Regions from separate parts of the Mus musculus genome. Here regions 1 and 3 are each linked to region 2. A link is a contact called in public ChIA-PET and promoter capture Hi-C data. All regions are on one chromosome and are shown on one strand. The core of a region is the stretch at or near the end of the contact, and the rest is flanking DNA. Distances in the headings are between cores, read along the strand shown. Region 1 overlaps Mnd1 (meiotic nuclear divisions 1). Region 2 holds the start of Tmem131l (transmembrane 131 like). Region 3 overlaps Tmem131l (transmembrane 131 like).

What was found. Promoter capture Hi-C pulls out the DNA fragments that hold promoters and counts their contacts. ChIA-PET counts read pairs in DNA pulled down with a chosen protein or histone mark.
Region 1: a contact with region 2 is called in an RNA polymerase II ChIA-PET map of memory CD8 T cells, with 2.5 times the contacts expected there. The contact joins the enhancer-like site here to the promoter of Tmem131l in region 2. A contact is called at or near these places in 5 of 39 promoter capture datasets (3T3-L1-derived adipocytes, the C10 cell line, liver and 1 more), 1 of 15 datasets of contacts at CTCF or cohesin (large pre-B cells), 9 of 484 Hi-C or Micro-C datasets (CD8 central memory T cells, ECoMG-derived neutrophils, Th1 cells and 5 more), 6 of 115 datasets of contacts at active chromatin or transcription factors (the SCID.adh cell line, embryonic stem cells, large pre-B cells and 3 more) and 2 of 9 other capture datasets (adipose tissue and liver).
Region 3: a contact with region 2 is called in a promoter capture Hi-C map of liver, with 1.9 times the contacts expected there. The contact joins the enhancer-like site here to the promoter of Tmem131l in region 2. A contact is called at or near these places in 4 of 39 promoter capture datasets (3T3-L1-derived adipocytes, the C10 cell line, liver and 1 more), 32 of 484 Hi-C or Micro-C datasets (the AML12 cell line, LSK cells, the N1E-115 cell line and 17 more), 9 of 115 datasets of contacts at active chromatin or transcription factors (the HPC-7 cell line, the SCID.adh cell line, embryonic forebrain and 2 more) and 3 of 9 other capture datasets (adipose tissue, liver and pancreatic islet).

Annotation. Positions count from the first base shown.
Region 1 is chr3:84,091,680-84,094,379 of GRCm38.p6, reverse strand. It overlaps Mnd1 (meiotic nuclear divisions 1), which reads left to right. Exons shown (of 8, transcript NM_029797.3): 7 at 781-825. Among named protein-coding and RNA genes, the nearest start is that of Gm30458, 31 kb to the right of the region's middle. Within about 2 kb of position 1,314, at least 20 of the 459 cell types and tissues checked have an H3K27ac peak or open chromatin away from gene starts, as enhancers often do. A contact at or near this core is called in CD8 central memory T cells, the SCID.adh cell line, Th1 cells and 1 more, where this site is marked.
Region 2 is chr3:84,038,768-84,041,467 of GRCm38.p6, reverse strand. Tmem131l (transmembrane 131 like) reads left to right here and starts at 1,307. Exons shown (of 35, transcript NM_172681.4): 1 at 1,307-1,491; 2 at 2,083-2,153. The coding sequence starts at 1,368. Gm30352 (a long non-coding RNA gene) reads right to left here and starts at 1,247. Exons shown (of 4, transcript XR_867387.3): 1 at 557-1,247.
Region 3 is chr3:83,994,138-83,996,837 of GRCm38.p6, reverse strand. The region is part of intron 3 of Tmem131l (transmembrane 131 like); the gene reads left to right. Among named protein-coding and RNA genes, the nearest start is that of Tmem131l, 45 kb to the left of the region's middle. Within about 2 kb of position 1,382, at least 85 of the 459 cell types and tissues checked have an H3K27ac peak or open chromatin away from gene starts, as enhancers often do. A contact at or near this core is called in the AML12 cell line, the SCID.adh cell line, adipose tissue and 7 more, where this site is marked.

The sequences.
Region 1 (2,700 bases), core at 65-2,564, 53 kb before region 2:
CTCAGCCTCCAGCATGAAGTAACAACCATGTGCCTAGCTAAGGTTAGATATTTACTGTATAAAGTAAATGAAACGTTTTCTCCTATGGGATTATTTTCTTGCCTCTAAAATGTTTATTTTGATTTGTTGTGTAGACAAAGTCTCTTAGGACTCACTATGTAGACCAGTCTGGTTGTGACCTTTAAGAGATCCCCTTGTTTCTGTTTTCTATGTGAAACACCATGCCTCGCTTGTCTCTAAAAATGTTTAAAGTTAGATTTATCATAGTGTAGGAATATATACATAAAACTCTTACCACTAAGTTGTTTTTGTCATTTGATGAGGTACGTTGTCTCAGAAGCATCTCATTTAAACCTGTACTTTAGAGGCTGGCAGGGTGACTTAGAGGATGAAAATGTTTGCCACCAGGTCTCACAGCCTCTCCAAGGCGACCTTTCCACACCTCTGCTGTGCTACCCCCAGTAAACAAGCAAACAGACAAATAAAGTGTATCGAATAAGCCTGGGCTTTAAAGAAGTCAGTACAGTGGGGGTGAGATTCAGAACAGGGAGGCTGTTCACATTGTCTTCCTGTTCTTTACTGAGTGTAGCTGAATAACCCAAACTTTTCTTGAGCATTTGAGGAGGTTTTTAAGACAGTGTTAGAGTACCATTTGATCTTTTTCATGGTAATTTCTAATGCATGTGAAATTTATAATACATTGGTTCATATCTGTAGAGGGTTGGAGATAGTCTTATTTGTATAAATAAATGCATATTATTTTATCCTTTTTTATTTCAGGTGAAGCAAATAAAGTAGCTAAAGAAGCCGCCAATCGATGGACTGGTAAGTGGGACAGTGACTACAGCAAAGGCTCCGCCGTGGCATACAAGCCAGTGTCTTCACACGAATTATGATTCACCTTTATAAAAGTATATTTCTGTTCTGTGAGGCCAGCAGCAGCTCCAGGTCCAACTTCTGTGTGGCTTTGCCTAAGCTAAGCTCCTGATCACTGCCCTTTCATCTCTAATGAGGTGAAACTGAAGTTCCATGTGGCTTTGCTTTTCTTTGGTGCTGGGGACTGAATGTGAGACTTCATACGTGGCAGGCAAACACCCTCCCGTTGATTATATCTGCAGCCTACAGCTTCATGGGTTTGAATTTAGAATCCATTTGGGAGTATCATGGAATCCTGAAGGTTTGTCGCCTGCAAGTAAGAAGTGCTAATGTGTTGTAAGGGCTCTTTGCTGCTTTACTGTTATGAGTGTCTGTGGTGTACGCTCATCTTATCTCTGTGGTAATCCTCAAGGCAGGTGTGATCATTGCACCTCAGTGTGAAGAAACAGTCAAGGTCCAAGGAGTGCACAGCCACAGTGTGTTGGGCAACAGGAACTAGACTAGCTTTCTGAGTCTTCACTGGAAGCCTGCTTGCTTTTTCTGGTGTACATTTAAGAAGTAGGAGTTAATAGGGCACTGTGGCACCAGGTGTGGTGGCACCTGCCCACAGCTTAGTGGTTGGGAGGCTGAGGCAGGAAGACCCTGAATTTAAGGTCAGCCTGGACTAGATAGTGAGATTCCATCCTGTGTCAAGTCTTTTCTCCCAACAATGCATTCTGTGTATCCTAAAGAAGACATTATTTAGGAGAAAATAATGATAGTTATGGTTTATACACAAGTATGATTAACAAGATTAAACCTGCCAGAAAGTACCCCTGATGTTTCCCAATATTTGATAATAAAATGATGGTGACTGAGTGTTTCCACCTGGGGACAATCTAACGCTGCCCATGTATTAGTCCTATCACTGTGCTCCCACGGCAGGGTATGTCTAGGGCTGGAGCAGAGACGGAAGAACTTACAGGCTGTTGAGTCTCAGGTTAGCCTCGGAGAGCAAGCATGTGTGCCAGTTTCCTGCTGCTGGTTCAGGCTGTGTTTCACAGAATGCTTAGACCTCATTTCCCATAATCCATTTTATAATAAAATAAGTAGGAAATATTAATAACCCTTTGGCCTTCTAATTATCAGTCTGTCTGTCTGTCTATCACCTATCATGTTTATTTTATTTATATTTATTTTATTATGAGTTGTTTCCTAAACAAAATAGTGCTTTAGTGAAGAAAAGAGAAGAGAAAAAGAGCATTGTATCAGGTGAAGTGTAAGTGAGAAATATGTCATTAGGTATGGTGACACATGTCTGTAATCCCAGCACTCAGTAATTGGAGCAAGGAAACCAGTCTTGGCTATGTAGTGAGTTCAAGGATAGTCTGGCTACATAAGACCTTTCCCAAATAGCTAAGAAAAATAATAGTGATAACAAATATGGTATATAAATCTGATAAATGTTAAATTTTGAGTGTGCTAATGAAGCAAGGGGCCTCATGGATTAAACAAACGATGGTGGGGGAGGGGGGGCTGAGATGGGTCAGGATCTAAGTTAGACCCATATGACAGAAGGTGAGAGCTGAGTCTGACCTCCACTCATGCACCATCTCACACACACACATGCTCACTTTGCCCCTACCACACATAACGTAAATGAAAGTGTATGACTTTCCTCCAGTAGTTTGTGAGGAGCAGCACACAAGTGGTGGGAAGGACAGCGCGTGTGTGTGGCAGAGGGTAGCCGCTCGCAACGCCTCGTTTGCTCCCTGACCCTTTGAGCTTTTCTGAACTTGTGCCCTGTCTGGTCTCTGTGAATAGTGCCTGCCTCTCACTTTGGGG
Region 2 (2,700 bases), core at 58-2,557:
TGCAGTGAGGGAATTTCAGTATCCGAGGGGCAAATAGAAACCCAGAGAAGTGAAATGAAGAGGAAAAAAAGGGTCCAATGGGATAGGACAGGACATCCTTGCCAGGGATGCACCCAAGCAATCTGGGGGGGGGGGGAGTAAGAAATAATTGGAGCTGCTCAAGTTGGACAAAGCAAAATGACATTTCCATGTGGACATTTGCTTTTATCAAGTGTTAAGTATGGCAAAGAAATCAGGTGGTTTAACCTCATTTAGAGTTACATCCAGACAAAGAGATTAGGTTCACAGTATGGTATTATGAAGAGAGCATCCATCATTCATATTGTCCTTGACCAACATCTGACCTGCTATGAGACTACATTTTTTCCCATAGTCTAGACTGGAAGGCTCCAGAAGCAATTAAACAGAAGATCAATGTAAGCAGACAGGTGTACACCATCACTTCCTGAAGCTCACAGTCTCTGAGTTTCATACGAGCTACGTTTGCTGCACACAGCAAATCAACTTAAAAAAAAAAAAAACAGAGGCAGAAAATAAATTTCCAAGTATGACTTACACTACTTATTAATATTGTTAACTGGCAGGCGATCTGTGCCCTCCACTTCAACTACGTTTAGCAAGTGGCTGGCTCACTTTTGCAGTCTGATTCTGCAGGTCCATCTGCAGGGCTCTTGAAGGTCTAACCTAAGCTCTCCCACCTGTCAGGATTTGGACCGTCTCCACAGAGGGCGCTGAGCGCATTACCGCCACGCGGCGCTGAGGTCAGCCTCTCGGGTGTTGGGAGAGCTTTTTATTCTAAATTACAGACCTCGCAGCCACCGGATATCCTCGCTGCATAACAGGCAGTAGCTGTGCGGCTGCACTCGCGTTTCCTGACAACCACAGCAATATTTCCACTAATATCCTGTTCAAGGCCAAGCGCTGGGCTACGATTCATTCCCAGGACCCCTCCCCCCGGGGGGTTAGTGCCCCCACCGTGGCCCGGGTGTCATCGACAAAGAGAACCTCATGAAAGTTCACGACAACACCCTCTCCCCGTGGGCCGCGAGCCCCAGCCCCCAGAGTCAAGCTTCTGGGGGCCCTCGGGCACGTGCTGCGCGCTGTGAGCGTTCGCATTGTCTTCGTCCCTCCGCTCCCCGCCGCGTTCCATCCCCTTCTATCTGCGGAGCACACGCGCTCGGGAGCAAGCGGCGCGCCGGCGCTGAGCAGCAGTCCAACAGCTGCGGGGGCGGGCCCAACAGCGGGGGGCGGGCCCGGAGGCGGGGCGGGGCCAGGGCGCGGGGGCGGGCCCGGGGCGCGGCCTGGCGGCCGCGGCGCCACCAAACAAGAGAACAAGATCGCTGCGAGCGAGCGCGGCGAGCACCAGCATGGCGGGGCTCCGGCGCCCGCAGTCCGGCGCCTACCGCCGCACGGCCGCTGCCGTGAACCTTCTGCTGGGCGTCTTCCAGGTCCTGCTGTCCTGCTGCCGTCCGGGAGGGGCTCAGGGACAAGGTCAGCCCGTCGTCGGGGCTGGCTGTCCCCGCCGCCCCGCCCCCCCTTTCTTTTAGGGAACTGTTGAAATCTGTGAGGGTTCGCGGAGGAAGGGGACTCGGGCGGCTGGGGAAGACGGGCTGCTGCAGCCCTGCGACCGCAGCGTCCCCTCGGCGACTCTAGGCCGGGCCAGGAGCGGGCAGCGTGGGGCTCAGGGACCGCTAGCCGCGCACGCCCCGGAGCCTTTGTGCGCGGGCCCCTGCGCCCCGGGCGCATCCCCCGCTTTGTGTGGCGCGCGGGTGCCTCGCCGCGCCCGGCTTCCTGCAGCTTTGTTTCCCCCAGCCCGGTGGCTTGGGGGTCGCGCCGTGCTTGGTGCGGCGGCCTCATGCCCTGGTCTTGACCAAGCCCGCACGCCCTCATCTTCTGGACCCCGGGGTCCGGCTGGGCATTGTATTTGCATCCTCGGCTCACCCCTCGGGTGGCCTGCCCTGCGAGGGGAGAAGGAGACTTGTTTGGGGGCAGGCGGTTGGCACGAGGGGACGGGCGAGGAAACAGGAAGCGTTTCTTTGCCGTGCATTACAAACGCGGTGTGTTTTTTTGGTGTCCGTGCAGCGTTTGAGCCCTTGCCGAACGTGGTGGAGCTGTGGCAGGCAGAAGAAGGGGAACTCCTGCTGCCCACTCAGGTGAGGAGGACCGGTGACAGGGCGGGTGTGGGCGTGTGAGGGAGGAGAGGCCTGGAGGTTGCCGGCCTTCCCCCCAATGGCACAGGAGCGCTCGGGTCACTTTGCAAGGCAAATAAACGGTCGTGCCGAGCCTGAACACCTGGCAACGGTGGCTCTTCAGCCTGGCTCCCGCGCCATGTGACAGGGTGTGAGTCAGGGCCGCCCCAAGTTCAGAAGGTGGGTGTCCAGGCCACCTCAGCAGGGTTGTGTGTCTCACAGCCTTGCGCCTGGCTAGTGGCGACTTCCTTGGCTCGTTAGTGGGCCAGGGTGGGCGGAGGACTCGCTTCTGGGTCTCCACGGCTGTCTCTAAGCAGGCGGGTGTGGTGTGGATGGCAAGTGGCTGGAGGGTTGAACACAATGGGAATATTGATTTCATAAATGTTAGTGAGTGGTACTTTGCCATTAGCCTAAGTAGCTTTGGGATGAAGAAGTGACTTTAAAGGAGTATAATCTTGGAATTTCTCCAAATGTCTTTAATTCCTGTTAGAACACACCCACTTAAGAACCT
Region 3 (2,700 bases), core at 133-2,632, 45 kb after region 2:
TGTGGACTGGGAAACAGTGGCTACAGTAGTGAGGATTAGAAGGTGTAGGACAGTTTCAAAAGGACCAGGATAGGCTCTTGTACTTTTTGGCTTGTGTTTCCTTTAAGAAGCCCATGGATCCTTTCCGGGACCCCTTCGCAGGATCAATGGGGTGTATCATGACCAGAGGTCAGCCTTCTCTCAGAGTCTGAGGAACCGTGAGGACAGTGAGGGACCTTACTCTCTGTCATGCTTGTTTAGATCATGAAAAATGAGCACTATTTCTACATTTAAAAATGCCCCTTTTTCTTTGGTTTTGATTATTTTGATTCAAGTTTTACTCTGTAGCTCAGATTGGCCCGAAATTATAATGAAGCCTATGCTGGTCTCAAACTTGGAGTGATCTTTCTGCTTCCGCCTCTGGAGTACTGAGGTTACAGGCACGCACACGATGCACAGCCAGTTCTCTTGCCCACAAATAGCCTGTAGCCTTTGCCTGCATTATCCTCCTCCCTGTCCTTCTGTGAGGGCCGAGTGTACATGCGCATTACTTGTCCAGTTGGTGGGTGACAAGTACTGCCTGCCTTGTGAGAATGGAAGGTCACGGTGAATGAGAAAGTAATGGTAGAGGTTTAAAGGCAACTGATTCTCTAAGCTCCTGACAACTGGATAGCAATTGTCCTGATGTCATGTGCAAACTGTTCCCTGGGCTGCTTGCTGGAGGTCAGCCTTCAATAGAAGCTGCCAAAGATTACTTAGTGGCTTAGCACACTTATTTTTGATGTTAAGGATGTGAAAATGGTTAGCTCTCCCCATATTATCCTTGTGCAGATACCTACCATAAGGTTTCCTTAGGCTTTGAGTAATGTTAATAGAAGACAGGCACTAGGTAAGTGCTATAAATCCCCTTGGAGGACTTTGTATGTCCTTGCCTAGTTAGCCTACACAGTCAGAATGGAGAGCAGCTAGCTGCACAGCTTTACACATTAGCGTGTGAGGTAGCCAGCAAATAGAATCTGAAAGCAGGGCCAGGCGTTTGGTGCCTGTGGATTTGATCCCGTAATTTCAGAGACAGGGATGAGCGACCACCGGGCCCTGTAGGCAGGAGGGTAAATACTGCATCCACATCCACACTGAGCTGCAGGTCAGGCTGGGAGAAAGGCAGCCGGTGAGTTCTGATGACAAAGGCTCGGTGTCCTTTCAAGCCCTGGGGACTCTTGCAGGTCCCTACACACACTAAGTGTGTGCTGTGGACAGGCCAGAAACTTGGTGGATGCTTTAGAGGAATAAGGAAGTTTGCTGGTCTCTGACCTCAGGGAATTTACACATTTCTACACTTGAAAACAGAACTACCAGAGAGAAGCCCTGACCTTCATGCTGGGCGGATGCTACTGGCTGCAGTCAGGTCAGGGGAAGCACTTGGCAGAAATGTTCGTGAGAGCCTGCAGCCAGGACCTGGTGTGAGCTCAGAGAGCAACTCGGCTTCCTCAGTTGGCCTGGCTTTTGGAGACAGGTGTCTTTGCAGCCTTTGAGTAAATCCTACCTCTTTCAAGCCAATTTTACTATCTGAAGTTTGCTTTAAGATTGACTTAAATTTGCATTAAAATAAACTCAAGTTGAGTGTTCAGTTATTATGCATCTTAAAAATAAGTAAGCAGCAAATTGGGAAGGCCCCCGGGGGACTTACGGGGAAGTTTGAATAGCACCCTCATGGGAGACTAGTCCGCTGTGAGCTCTTTAGGTCCCTCTTTCCATCCTGACAGGGGTTCATCTAGGAGCAGTTCTATTAAGGGACAGGCTTTTAGGTGTGTCCGGGACTCTTGCCTGAAGTGGATTAACAATGAAATCTGAGGAGTACTTTTGCCTTGAGTGAGTTCATTAAAAAGAACTGGGGACCCTGTCATAGGTCCTTGTAGCTTCTGGATCCAGCTGTTAAAACAGTTCTTCAAGTTCACAAAGCAGGTGTTGAGCATGTCTGTTTCAGGGGAATGAACAGGAGGCTTGCAGCCCACCCTGGGACCCTGGTCTCTGTGTCTGAAACTGAGGGAAGAAGAGCAGCACCTCCCACAGGCTGGCAGTGCATCGATTCCAGCCACTTTCTGGGTCTGTGATGTTGGGCTTCCATGATGAAGATGGAGGAGTGGGATAACTCCACCCCTCAGGTTAAAGTGTGCTAAGGACTCACTGAACATTCTAGGTGTTGGATTAACAGGCAGGGCACTTCCAGGTAATGCTTATTTTATATATGGAAATCAGTTCCTTTCTCTGTGTCTTTAAAAAGCAGTTCTTTTGTTTTCGTTTACTTTGTCTATGTGTATGTGTCACAGCATGGTGTGGAGGTCAGAGGACAACTTTGAGGAGTCACTTGTCTCCTTCCACCACGTGGGGTCCAGGGGTCAGGCTTGACATCAGGCTTGGCCCATTGCCTCTACAAGCTCCTCGCTTTGTTGTACTCATGCCTCAGGCATGCTAGGCGTGCAAGCGTTTCCCCCCTCCCCCAAGCCCCACTCCAAGCCCCTAGCGAGTCTGCTGTGTAATTACCAGAGCCATTGTGCAGTGCTGGAGACAGACTGTTGAGTACACTTACCTTCTAGTTTAGATAAAATACTTCCTTTAAGACTGTTGTTTATTTTCCGAGTAGTGGTAAAATGCATAGAGTATCAAGTTCACCATTTAGACCACTTTAAGTATACAGTTCAGTCTACATGACTTGACCATTTC